2 separate regions of the Macaca mulatta genome follow, and region 1 is linked to region 2. A link is a contact called in public Hi-C data. All regions are on one chromosome and are shown on one strand. Each heading gives the region's core, a stretch centred on a gene start, on an enhancer-like site or on the middle of the called end of the contact. The rest is flanking DNA. Distances are from core to core; before and after follow the strand shown.

Evidence for each region. Hi-C and Micro-C count contacts between places; a contact is called where the count stands out from the background.
Region 1: a contact with region 2 is called in a Hi-C map of liver, with 1.8 times the contacts expected there. The contact joins the promoter of ZBTB25 here to the promoter of MTHFD1 in region 2. A contact is called at or near these places in 2 of 14 Hi-C or Micro-C datasets (fetal cortical plate and liver).

The regions. Positions count from the first base shown.
Region 1 is chr7:137,600,348-137,607,113 of T2T-MMU8v2.0, reverse strand. It overlaps ZBTB25 (zinc finger and BTB domain containing 25), which reads left to right and starts at 2,554. Exons shown (of 3, transcript NM_001194209.1): 1 at 2,554-2,732. It overlaps ZBTB1 (zinc finger and BTB domain containing 1), which reads right to left and starts at 1,629. Exons shown (of 3, transcript XM_015143886.3): 1 at 1,453-1,629.
Region 2 is chr7:137,474,329-137,481,027 of T2T-MMU8v2.0, reverse strand. It overlaps MTHFD1 (methylenetetrahydrofolate dehydrogenase, cyclohydrolase and formyltetrahydrofolate synthetase 1), which reads right to left and starts at 1,483. Exons shown (of 28, transcript XM_077941126.1): 1 at 1,323-1,483. The coding sequence starts at 1,363. It also overlaps the pseudogene LOC144329788.

The sequences.
Region 1 (6,766 bases), core at 1,305-3,804, 130 kb before region 2:
ATTTTTGTACTTTTAGGAGAAATGGGGTTTCGCCATGTTGGCCAGGCTGGTCTTGAACTCCTGACCTCGGGTGATCCACCCGCCTCGGCATTTGGGATTACAGGCGTGCGCCACTGCGTCCGGCCCAGTTTCCTGTTTCTTTAAGAGGAGTAAGCCGCTTTCTAGCTCCCAAAGTCATCCAGTTATTATTGAGACTTTATTAGATATCCAGCAAGTGATTCAAAAGCAAAGTTTTGAGGTTCTGAGCAAATGATGGCCAGCCATCATTCAAGCCTCATCTTTTTGTACTCAATTTTCCCCGTTTCTCCACATCATATCTATCTGCACTGATAAAATTTCATAGAATCTAATTTCTCCGTTTCAAAGAAGACTGTGATTGCTCTGTAAATTACAAGAACTGCATCCTTCACCAAATCTGCTTCAGAGTGCCTCCAACTTCAACTCAAGACATTGATCCTAGGTTGCCTCAAAAAGCCTCGGACCATTCCTTGGGTTCGAGTGTCAAAGGGAACACTGTTCTTGTAGTGATACATACCGTATGGAAACACTAACACCAATGAAGAATCTGCGTGCACCGCCACACTGAAACTCGATTTAAGAACATTATCACACACATACAAATGTCCTATCCCCGGAAAACGTCAAGGATTTTCATCAACCTCTTCCTGATGCGCCCAATTTAGAAAATGTCATGTCAACCCTTCAGATCATGTACACGCGTTGCTTAGGTAGAAAGGGAGACTGGGTGGGGTGGCTGAGCTCAGACCTTGCCTACATACTTTAGTAGTAAACGACTCCCGATCTGCATCCAACATATTTACCGAACTTCTAAGTAAGCGCCCACCGCTGCAAGCGAAAGCACTTCCTTCCCAGGAAACAGATCTTTTCCACTTAAAATTCCCAAACTCAGACCTTCCACTTTTTACTGAACAAAAAGCGTGTGTGCCGGCGAGAGGGGGTGGGAAACAGCGTAGCAAGAATTTGCGGCTCTTACGCCTCCTCCCTCGGAGCGCGCCCAAGTCTGCAGCCTCGGGCTCCGGGACACTTCCCCTCCCACCCGCCGCGGAGCCGCAGCTGTAAGTTGAGAGAAGCGGGCTCCAGGCACGTCAATCAACCGGGTTCTCCCGCCTCCCGTCTACACCTCCCCTCCCCCCCTCGAAAAAAATAAAGGCAGAGAAAGAAAGAAAAGAAGGTAACTAATTTGGGAACTAGTCTCCGTAAGGGCTTTGCCTCCGACTCAGGGAGGCCGCACGCCCGGGACCTGACGCGCCGGCAACAAGCAGGCGGCCTGGCAGCCGCCCGTCACCGGGTCCTTGCAACGCGTCCGCCGCGCTCCGGCTCCCCGCACGGGTCGGCGCCGCTCCGGCCCCGCACTCCGCCAGGCCCGCGGCCCGTCGCCCTCCGGCCCGGGCGAAAGTTGCGCAAATAGCCCCACAACTGGCAAATACTTACCGGCCGCAGCAGGAACCAGAGCTGCGGAGATTTTAGGGAGTTTAAGGCAAATCAGCCACGGCAAAGGCGGGCGGAGGCGAAGGGGCCGCGAGCTGCAGTGGCGGCGGCGCTCGGCGCTCGGCGCTCGGGTTGGGCTGCGCGGAGAGGCTCTGGCTCTGCCAGGGACTGTGCTGCAACAAAGGACTTCCGCTGCCGCACAGCCGCGCCTGCCGCACCGCACTGAGCCGGCCCCGCTTACGCGGCGACTCCGGGTCTGCCCACCAGTTCGCTGCGGCGTCCGCCAGCCTTCCCCTCCCTCTCGCCCGCCCACCCACTCTGCCGCTGGCTGCTAGGGGCACCCGCGGTCGCCTGTTTGTTGCAACAAGTTTCTGCGTCGGGCTCCGAGGAGGCTGGCGCAACCCGCACCGCGGGGGCTGTCGCGGCAGCGGCGGCTTGACCACCCCTCTCGCCCCTCTCTCAAGGGTAGGCTTGGGACCTCCTCCTCCTCCTGTTTGCACAGCTGGATGTGACTGGGCTCCTCCCGACTCCCCAGGGCAGTATGCGCGGCTGTTTTCCCACTCTGTCCAGATGTCAGACCCCTGCCCCGTTGGGCCCAGCAGCTGGGCCGTCCCTCGCGGTCCGCCTCGAGTGCTTCGGAAACCTCGCTCTGTCCGGTCGGTTCAGGGTCGCCTAGTCCCCGCGCTCCCCCCACCCCACCTTCCGTGGGCCTGTCCGCCTCTGGCCCTGAGTCACTTCCCTCGCCATGCCCCACCTCGCCCAGTCCGCCTCTCCACCCAGGCTCCCGCGGCTCGGCCTCCCTGGCCCCGCGCCCTCATCCCTTCCCCAGCGAACACGCGGGCGCATCCTTCCCCACCCCCACCTTCACCCCAGAACTGAGGGGGTGCCTGTGCTTTTGCACACCCTGGGGAAAGTCCCCGGGTCACGCGGTTGTTTGTGGGGAGCCTGTGACGCTCAGGCTCGTCCCTGTGCTTCCGCCTACAGAGTCACGACTGCGAACTGTAGCGGCAGCGCTCAGAGCGCGGGCCGACCCCCGCCCGGCTGCGGGCGGGAGGGCGCGCACGTACGCACGCACGCACGCACGCACACCCTGGCCTTGGCGCCCCTCGTTCCCCTGCTACCAGACACGCGGTCACGTGGGGCCATCGCGGGCTGCCGGCGCGGGAAGCCGCGCGAGAGCCAGCCGCGGGGTGCGTGAGCCGGCTCCACCGCTTGCTGTGCGCGGCTTGGGAGCCCGCCCCTCCTGCACGGAGGAGTCGGCTTGCCGCCGCGGCGGCATCTGGGTAAGCGACGCGGCCCAGCCCTTGTGGGCTGCCCCGGTCTCAGTCCCTCCCGCCGCGAGCCGCCCAGGGCGGCGGCCTGCAGCTGCACCGGTCGCGGGACAGATGCAAGTAGCTGGGGAGAGGGGTGTTTTTGGTCCCATTGAGATGTCAGGCAGGGCACAGGAGGAAAATACATCCGCGAGTGAGCGCTGGGCCAACAATACCCAGAACCACCCTTTGCTGCTGCTAGGAGCGGCCGCCGGGGCCTGATTCAGGGTGGCACACGGGGTGCCTTGAAGGTGCGGAGCCGTCCGTGCTGCGGGTCCGGGTGCGACCCCTAGCAGGAAACCCCAATAGGCCTGCGGCCTCCCCCGCTTGGCGCCCACCGCTCTTAGGAGCGGGCGACTTTCCATATGCTGCGAGGACGCTGCGGCTAGTGTTTCCACTCCCAGCTTGTGATTACCTAGTTTCTAGGGCAAGAAGACTTTCCCCGCGCCCTCATAATTTATTTTCTGTCTTCAAATGTTTATCTTGTTCTAAGCAAATCCAGTTTTTCTTTTTGAAGCTTGACCCATCACCGCCTTCTCTGGCACTCATTATTTGGAGTAATCAGGTGTTATCAGTTGCGGAGGCAGCGCATAGCACAGCGTAGTACCTGGAACTTGACAGCACCTAGCATGTTTTCAACAGTCAGCGCCCGGGTCTCCCCCAAGGGATTAAATTTGGCATTCTTTCTCTTGAAACTCAAGTTCGTCTGGCAGAGCTATTGATCCTCTCACAAGACTATCAAGTGTGTAGAGTACACTTTGGAATCTCACGTTTTAGAGCTGAGCGGTGCCTTACAGAAAATCTGTTGATCATCACAGAGAAGACACCAGGCCTAAAGAGCGTGATGTAACTGGAGCTAGCTACACCTCTTGATAGCTAAGACTCCAAGGCTCCAGACACCTTGGTGATTGCACTCTCCACTATGCCAGGACCGCAGTGCCAGTTTACCCCACTCACCTGTAGAGAATGTATCCGGCGGAGGTCATTATACTTGGCTTGATTCAGATTATGGAGAAATCAGGCATGGCCACTGTGTGGGTTTGATAGTATTTCTAGTGAGGTAGGCCAGCTATGGTGTATTTTTGGAACTAAAAGCCTTCACCCCTCAGCCACCCCTGAAAATTTCATTGCTGTTCTCTTCAAGAATAACCATTATTTGCAGCATTGGTTGCTTCCTTATGTTAAGGCATCAAAGTCTTCTTTAACAATCTTCATATATTTTAGTTAAGGGCAAATCATGAATCCGTTATCGGACATCAGCTCCTTAACAGGGAACAGAACACTGATGGGATAGGACATGGAATAGATTAGTTCTGAGAGCTGGCAATCAATGAAATATCAAGGTATGGTCAGGAAGAAAGCAGAGAGGAACCCACATAACCTGCTACACCTTTTTTGTCCAGTCCTACCTTGAATGTCTTATTTGCATGTATTAGAGATGGATTCTGCTCAAGTTGGCCGCTGTTTACTGAATACTTGCAGTGGGCGAAGTATCATACTAGCTGCTTTCATAAATGAACTTTGTATCTTTACCAAAAAGGAGATGGTACTGTCTTCATGTTACAAGCCTGAGGAAACAGGCCATTACCTGGGCTGTGGTGATATAGTCATTTGCAGTAGAATTTAAGCCTAGATCGCTTATCTCTCAAGTCCAATCAGTGCTCTTTTGCATTATGTCTTGCTCCTGCTTCAGCCAGGAAGGGAATGAGAGAATCGCCTGTGGCTGATTTATTGGCGCCTGTGGTTGCCCAGAGAGGCCAAGCAGGACTTTCAGCTGCCCTCTATGCCTTACAAAATGGAGCTGTGAGCTTCCACCCTATCTCCTGAGGGGAATGTGAAGGAGCCAGGCTGTCTAGCTGGGGAGGAGGGGCCCAAGTGCCTTGGCCGTAAAATATCCTGGCCAGGGCTGTGCTGGGAAGTGTTGCATAATGCCCTCCCCACCACTGAACCAAAGTGATTTATTTACTATGGTCCGTAGGTGGTGCCTGACCAACTTGTCCGTTTTAGCAATAACAGGGCCAGAAAAGAGTTGGGGGTTTTATGTTATTGCAGGGTTTTTCCTTGTTTTAAACAAGCAGTGCAGGTGCTCTTATCTTGATAAGTTATAAAGTGCTTCTTTCTACACCACTTCCTGTGCCCCTTTTCTGCATATTTATTCCAAATAGCATGTGAACTTCAGTCTTTTAAGGAGAGAAAGCTGAGAAAATACTGCTCTAGTTTATTAGCACAGGCTATGGAGACAGACCTGGCTTTTTATCTCCGCTTTATACCATTTGTTGATTGTGTGTCCTAAGCATAGGATTTTTCCTCATTTGTAAAATGGAAATGAAAATAATACATTAGTCATCACAGTGAGGATTTTAAGAGATAATGTATATACAGCACTTAGCACAAGGCCTTGCATATAGTATTTATTATAATAATAGGTTTTGAAAATAACCAGAATAGCAGTATTCTCCTTAAGAAAGGAAAGATACTGCTATTTGAACCTGCTTAGGGATAGAGGAGGAAGAAGAAAGTGTTTGAAGCAAACACCAGTTTCAGGATTATTTATTAAATTTATTTATACTTCTAGTTTATTTATTTATTTATTTTAGACAGAGTCTACCTCTGTCACCCAGGCTGGAGTGCAGCAGCGTAATTTCGGCTCACTGCTGCCTCCGCTTCCTGCGTTCAAGCGATTCTCTGGCCTCAGCCTCCCAAGTAGCTGGGATTACAGGCGCCTGCCACCACACCTGGCTAATTTTTGTATTTTTAGTAGAGACGGGGTTTAGCCATGTTGGCCAGGCTGGTCTTGAACTCCTGACCTCAAGTGATCCGCCCACCTTGGCCTTCCAAAGTGCTGGGATTACAGGTGTGAGCCACTGTGCCTGGCCCATATTTTCTTTATCCATTTGATTATCCATGGACATTTGAGTTTTTCCCCCTTATTGGCAGCTCTTCTGCCTCAGCCTCCCAAGTAGCTGGGATTACAGGTGTCTGCCGCCACGCCCAACTAATTTTTGTATGTTTAGTAGAGACAGGGTTTCACCATATTGGTCAGGCTGGTCTTGAACTCTGACCTCAGGTGATCTGCCCTCCTCGGCCTCCTAAAGTGCTGGGATTACAGGCTTTTATTTACACTTCTACTTTCCCTTTGCTAACAGGAATTTTTTCTCTTTTGTGTGTGCGTGTGTACTTTATTGGGAGAAAAAGTACTTAAGAGTTTTCAGTTATTTTTGATATTTTTCTAATTCATTTCTTCTCTGTTTACAAATCAGTCATGCATGGATGTTTTGTTTTTCCTGAAATCTCCAGGCACTTTAAGCAAAGGGTTTTATTAGCCCACTTGAGTAATGGGTTCATGGGAGTACCGTTCCATTGCGAAAGAAATATTGGTTTACCTGTATCCAGAAGTTTTAGTTACTCTTGTCTGTACTGTCTAGGTCTGTACTAGCATTGTAATTTTCCAGCTTTCTCCTGTCCTTCGAGTACCTTATTTTTTCTTTTAGAAATTTGGTCTTTAATGGACTAAGAAGAATCTTTTCCTTTCTTTCTCCGGGTTCTGATTTTTTTTTAAAGGTCTGTTAACAATTTGTGCTCACTGTTGTTAGTTTTCTTGTGTGCTTGGCTTTATCAGGCATCCTACAATGTCATGTTGGTTAGATGGGAGTTAGAAGTGCTTGGAGGTTGCCTATGTCTGCCAACAGGCAGGAGGCCCCAAACTAATGTTTCCCAGTTCCATTAAAGGTTTCTAGAGCATAACTACTCTTCCTGTATCATCTACCACCTCCACTTCATACCCTCTTTGCTAACATTCTCAGTATATCTTAATAAGCAGATGTCTGGAATTATAGCAGATTTTACCTCAAACAGTATTTTCAGATTTGGAATTTCTTTTTTTTTTTTTTTTTTTTTTTTTTTTTTTTTTTTTGAGACGGAGTCTCACGCTGTTGCCCAGGCTGGAGTGCAGTGGTGCGATCTCGGCTCACTGCAAGCTTCGCCTCCTGGGTTCACGCCATTCTCCT
Region 2 (6,699 bases), core at 234-2,733:
GCAGAAATACAGTTTAGCAAGCCACATTTGAAAAGCACTAAGCAATAAGTATTGTGATTTCTTTTTTTTTTTTAGACGGAGTTTCGCTCTTGTTGCCCAGGCTGGAATGCAAAGGTGCATCTCGATCACTGCAACCTCCGCCCCCCCCAGCCCCGGGTTCAAGCGATTCTCCTGCCTCAGCCTCCCAAGTAGCTGGGATTACAGGTACCTGCCACCACACTCGGCTAATCTTTTGTATTTTTGGTAGAGATGGGGTTTCACCATGTTGGATAGGCTGGTCTTGAGCTCCAGACCTCAGGTGATCCACCTGCCTTGGCCTCCCAAAGTGCTGGAATTACAGGCATGAGACACTGGGCCCAGCCTTTTCACCACCAATGACTTTGTAATTCACTCAAAAACCTCTATTACAAAGTTAGGAGTTACAGGACAATTACAATTTAGTAACTGCTGTGACTGGCAACAGTTACTTAAATAACTGGTGATGTGAAAGGTCCCAAGAGCAAACTCAGTAAGGTCACACAGAATATATCTTTCCCTCCTTCCTCTACTAGATAGAATATATCTTTCCCTCTTCCTTCTACTCTCATTTTTCCTCACCAGTCACCTCCCAGACAAAAAGCTGCCAGTGTTACTTCCTGGGAGTAAAGATGGCAACGATACCCACTAATTAAGCAATCAGATGTCCCGCAAGGGTAGAACAGGCAGAGGTCAAGTGGAATGCAGAATATTCTCAGGACTCAGGAGCCAAATTAAGTTTCAAGTAACTCTAGGACCAAGGCACAGAGATGGCTGTTAGAGAGAAGCACGAGATTGAAGAGAAAGGAAAAATGTATTAGATTTCACTTAGCATATGATAAGACCATGATATAGTGGGAAAAGCTATGAGCTGGAAGGACCCTCTGTCATTATCAGCCTTGTGGTCTTGTCAAGCCTTGTCACCTCACTAGTCTCCATCTACTCACCTCCAAATTAACGGGAACTAAGTAGATTGGATTTCTGAGTTCTGACTAGGGGGTCTCCAGGAAGCCGCAACTACCCTCTCTCTCGGCAGAAAGTCACCAGCAGCTGCGCGTTTGGGAGTATAGTCGGCACAGGACTTTTCCCCGAAGCACAGGAGCCAGCGGCTTACAGCCACTAAGCAGTCCACTTGCAAATGCAGGTTGTGCTCGGGATCTCCTTCTTTGGCTGCAGGTCTTCCGGTATTATAGGCCTAACTCTTCCGTTACAAGTGTCCCTCCCGCAAAAAATGGGTCCGGGGGACCTGTACACCCTCAGAGCCCTAGTCCACAGCCCCACACTCAACAAAAATGTCAGGTGCTTACGCGGAGATCTCCTTCCCGTTCAGGATTTCTGCTGGCGCCATAGCCTTTATTAGTCCGCTGCCCACGATGGACACCACCAATATCGAGGTTCCAGTCCCTCTGCAGCCAAGCAGGACAGCCCAACCCACGTGCTTAGGGACTGGCCAGGGGATCACACTACTGCGCCTGCGCCCCTGCCCGCTTCTTGGCAGACGCGGCAGCGCATGCGCAGCCCGGAAGGCCCGGTGTCCCTTAACCAGCTGAGAGCTAAAGGGTTGGGGCCTGAGGGACGGAAGAGGGAGGGGAAGATGAAGAAAATCGGTGATGAATGGCTGGCGGATATGATTGGCGGAAAGAAAGAGCCAGTCCACAGTGCGCCTTTGCATTCGGCGGGAAACCCGGCCGAAGACTAAGCTGGAAAGGACTCTGGTACCCGGCCCCAATTCCAGCCAATCAGGGAGTAGAGTTACGGGGCGGGGCTGGGGCGGGACAGTCTCGCGGGAGACAGTTTGGCGGGTTCGGGAGGCGCTTCTCCAGTATCCGCCCAGTCTTTGGGGACGCGGTGGCGGGGTCTCAATCGCCTGGCTTCCAGGGAGTTTTGGGCGGGTCCCCACCCTGGAGCGTGGCGGGCGCTGGACTCGACAGCACATGTGAAACTGGAGAGCTTGGCGCGCCTTCATACTTTGTCACACACCTACGCCACCAGACTGGGGTCGGGCCCCTCTGCGTTCTGCTCTGGAGGGCCTGGGTCTGGGCCCAGTACCGGGCTTTTAGAATCTCCTCAGCTGAATCTGACGCTCAGCCCTGGGTGAAGCGCAGCCCGCTGTTTCAGGCCCCTCCGAGCTGGAAGGAGTGTCATAGCTGTAGCGCTCATGGCCTCCTCGGTGTTGGGGTCACCCCGTGTTTGCCAGGGCTCAGGGAGGGTCGTAGTCTAGATTTTGTCACCCCCACGTCCCCGCCCCGCCGCAGGTCTGGGGTTGGAGAATCCAAGCGGGCTTCATAAGCTAGATGCCAGTTGACCCTCGAGGAGGGACGCTCCCTCCCCTTAGGCGTCCACGCTGGAGAGGGAATAAGATGGGCGATTGCCTGGGGAGCCTGACAGGGCAGCTGGGATGCTGGAGAGGACTGGCCCCTTGAGTTACTGAGTCGGATGAATGTTCCTGCTCTGCTGGAGGAACTGCGCTCAGGTTACAGTCATCCCAGTATGGTCCTGAAGATGCTTGGTTCAGGTCACTTAGGACTTGACCAGATACCAGGTTTCTTTTACAGGCTGTTTCTGACGGTGGCCTGTTTCAACTAATGGCAGAGCTCATCTAAAACTTTTTTTTTTTTTTCTGAGACGGAGTCTTACTCTGTCGCCCAGGATGGAGCAACCTCAGCTTCCTGGGTACAATCTGTTCTCTGCCTCAGTTTCCCAAGTGGCTGGGATTACAGGCGCCACCTAGTTAGCCCGCCACCACGCCCGGCTAATTTTTGTATTTTTAGTAGAGAGGGGGTTTCACCATCTTGGCCAGGCTGGTCTTGAACTCCTGACCTTGTGATCCACCCGCCTCGGTCTCCCAGAGTGCTGGGATTACAGGCGTGAGCCACCGCACCTGGCCTAAAACTGATTTTTTATTAATTTGGGGGCTTTTAGTATTTTTTTCTTATTTCTAAATTCTGAGGTTATTTATAGTAGCCCCATATATGGGATTAGATAATCTCGTGATTTTCTGTTTCTGGTAATTATTTCTAATATATATATATTTTTTGGTTTTGTTTTTTGTTTGTTTGTTTTTGAGACGGAGTCTCGCTGTGTTGCTCCGGCTGGAGTGCAGTGGCAGGATCTCCGGTCTTTGTAGCCTCTGCCTCCTGGGTTCAAATGATCCTCCCACCTCAGCCCCCGAGTAGCTTGGACCACAGGCGCATGCCACCATGCCAGCTAACTTTTCTATTTCTGATAGAGTTGGGGTTTCACTATGTTGACCAGACTGGTCTTGATCTCAAGGGATTAGTCTGCCTCGGCCTCCCAAAATGCCGGGATAATGGACATGAGCCAGCGTGCGTGGCCTTAAAGTTACTATTCTTAAAGTTTGCACAAGTGATATGTTAAAGGCACAGACTTAGTAATATAATGATGTCATAATAATAACCGTAAAACACACTCGTGTTGTACCTAAACAGGTGAAATTAAGAAGAAAATTGAAGGAAATGTTTCTGGTAAATTACAGATAGTGAATCTTTTGTCTTATACTACCAAATAGATATTGACTATTCCAGCTTTCTTATTTGTTGAGGAAGATGGCAGAAACCCCATTTTACAGAGAGGGATAGACTTTGAAGGATAACACCCAAAGCTGCATAGTTGTAGCTGGTATAGGCCCCATATCTGATGTTTCATCTCTAAATCTACCGCCTTTACCATCTCAACAGGCTGGGTTTTGACAGTATCTATGTATGAGTTGCATAAATCATTCATTCATGGAGCAAATAATTATTGAGTGGCCACTATGCCAACAGCACTGCTGTTAGATGCTAGAGATACCCCAGTAAACCAGCAAAATTTCTGCTCTTAGCTCATATTCTGGTGGAGGAGACAACGATCAAGTAAAGAAATACATAGGCTAATTTTAGAGATTATGACATGCTATGTTTTAAAAATAGGCAAGCTAAGAGTATAGGCAGTGATGCTGGGAGGTGGGAGAGTGTTGTCTCAGAAATGTGGTAAGAGAGATTTCTTTGGGCATCCGACCTGAGCAGAAACCTTAATGAAGAGAGGAACTTGGAATGTAAAAGAAAGAAAGCGAGGATTTGCTTTGAGCACCTGGAGAAATGGGATTGCCATTCGCTGAGGTGAAATAAGGTAAAATGCAGAAGGACTAGGTTTTGGGGTTAAGATTATGAATTCGAGGCTGGGTGTGGTGGCTCACACCTGTAATTCTAGCACTTTGGTTGGCTGAGGCAGGTGGATCACCTAAGGCCAAGAGTTCAAGACCAGCCTGGCCAACATGGTGAAACCCCGTCTCTACTAAAAATACAAAAATTAGCTGGTCATGGTGGCAAGTGCCTGTAATCCCAGCTACATGGGAGGCTGTGAGACAAGAATTGCTAGGCCGGGCGCGGTGGCTCAAGCCTGTAATCCCAGTACTTTGGGAGGCCGAGGCGGGTGGATCACGAAGTCAGGAGATCGAGACCATCCTGGCTAACATGGTGAAACCCCGTCTCTACTAAAAATACAAAAAACTAGCCGGGCGTGGTGGCGGGCGCCTGTAGTCCCAGCTACTCGGAGGCTGAGGCAGGAGAATGGCGTAAACCCGGGAGGCGGAGCTTGCAGTGAGCCGAGATCGGGCCACTGCACTCCAGCCTGGGTGACACAGCGAGACACCGTCTCAAAAAAAAAAAAAGAATTGCTTGAATCCAGGAGGTGGAGGTTGTCGTGAGCTGATATTGCACAACTGCAGTCCAGCCTCAGTAACAGAGTGAGACTCTATCTCAAAAAAAAAAAAGATTATGAATTCAGCTTTAGACATTTTTAGATTTCTCTTAGACATCCAAATGGAGAGAAGATATTTAAATCCATGAGACTGAATGAGATCCAACCAAGGGAATGAGTGTAGGTAGAGAGAGGACCAAAGACTAACACCTAGAACCTTTCAGTGTTCAGAATGCAAGGAGACAGGAGGAACCAAGAAGGAAGATTGCAAAGGAGAGTCCACTTTGGGAGACCAAATACAGGAAGATCACTTGAATCCAGGAGTTTGTAGAACAGCCTGAGCAACATAGCAAGACCCTGTCTCTACAAAAATAAAAACTAAAAAACTTGCCTATAATCCAAGTACTTTGGAGGCCGAGGTGGGCGGATCAGCTGAGGTCAGGAGTTCGAGACCAACTTGGCCAACACAGTGAAACCCTATCTCTACTAAAAATATAAAAATTAGCCGGGTGTGACAGCTGGCGCCTGTAATCTCAGCTACTCGGGAGGCCGAGGCAGGAGAATCCCTTGAACCCAGGAGGCAGAGGTTGCAGTGAGCCAAGATTGTGCCACTTCACTCCAACCTGGGAGACAGAGTGAGACTCCATCTCAAAATAAATTATTAATTAAAATTTTAAAAATTAGCTGGGCATGGTGCCATGTGCCTATAGTCCGTTACTCAGAAGGCTGAGGTGGGAGGATCCTGTGAGCCTAGGAGTTGGAGACTTCAGTAAGCTATAATCATCCCACTGCACTCCAACCTAGGCAACAGAGCAAGACCCTGTCTCTTAAAAGGAGAGTCCAGAGTGTTCTAAGGAAAACCCCAAGAGCATCCCACCTTAGAAGACAAGTGAAGAGGCCTGGCACGGTGTCTCACACCTATAATCCCAGCACTTTGGGAGGCCGAGGCAGGTGGATCACTTGAGGTTAGGAGTTCGAGACCAGCCTGACAAACATGGCGAAACCCCTGTCTCTACTAAAAATACAAAAACTAGCCAGGTGTGGTAGTGCACGCCTGTAATCCCAGTTCCTAGGGAGGCTGAGGCAGGAGAATTGCTTGAACTCAAGGGGCAGAGGTTGCAGTGAGCCGAGATCGTGCCACTCTACTCCAGCCTGAGCAACAGAGTGAGACTCTGTCTCAAAAAAAAAAAAAAACCAGAAGACAAGGGAAGAATGTGTTTCGTGGAAAAAGGGGTAATTAATTCTGTCAACTGTTGCAAATTGGTCAAATAAAGAATGAAAATCAATCTTTCAAAGAGAATAGAAGGACAAAATATTTTTACCTAAATGCTTATAAAGGCAGTTGCTAGAAAAAATGTTTACTTTTTGCAGAAGCCCCATTTTTACAGCCTTTTTGAGGGGTAATTTGATAATATCTACGAAAACAGCCAGTCACTCGACTGGCTGGAGAGTTGCGCGATCTCGGCTCACTGAAATCTCTGCCTCCCAGGTTCAAGCAATTCTCCTGCCTCAGCCTCCTGAGTAGCTGGGACTGCAGGCGGCGCCACCATGCCCAGCTAATTTTTGTACTTTTAGTAGAGACAGGGTTTCACCATGTTGGCCAGGATGGTCTCAATCTCTTGACCTCGTGATCTGCCTGCCTTGGCCTCCCAAAGTGCTGGGATTGGTACAGGTGTGAACCACCATGCCTGGCCTGAAAGTTTTAAATTTGTATTTTCTTTGACATTATAATTATACTTCCAGGATTTTTTTTTTTTTTTTTTTTTGACAGGATTTTACTCTGTTGCCCAGGCCAGAGTGCAGTAACACAATCATAGCTCACTGCAACCTTGAACTCCTGGGCTCAAGTGATCTTCCTGAGTAGTTGGGACTATAGATACATGCCACCACCCTGACGCCAGCCTCTGTAATTGCTGAGGCAGCTCCTTTTTTTGAGATGGGATCTTACTCTCTCACCCAGACTGGAATGCAGTGGTACAATCATGG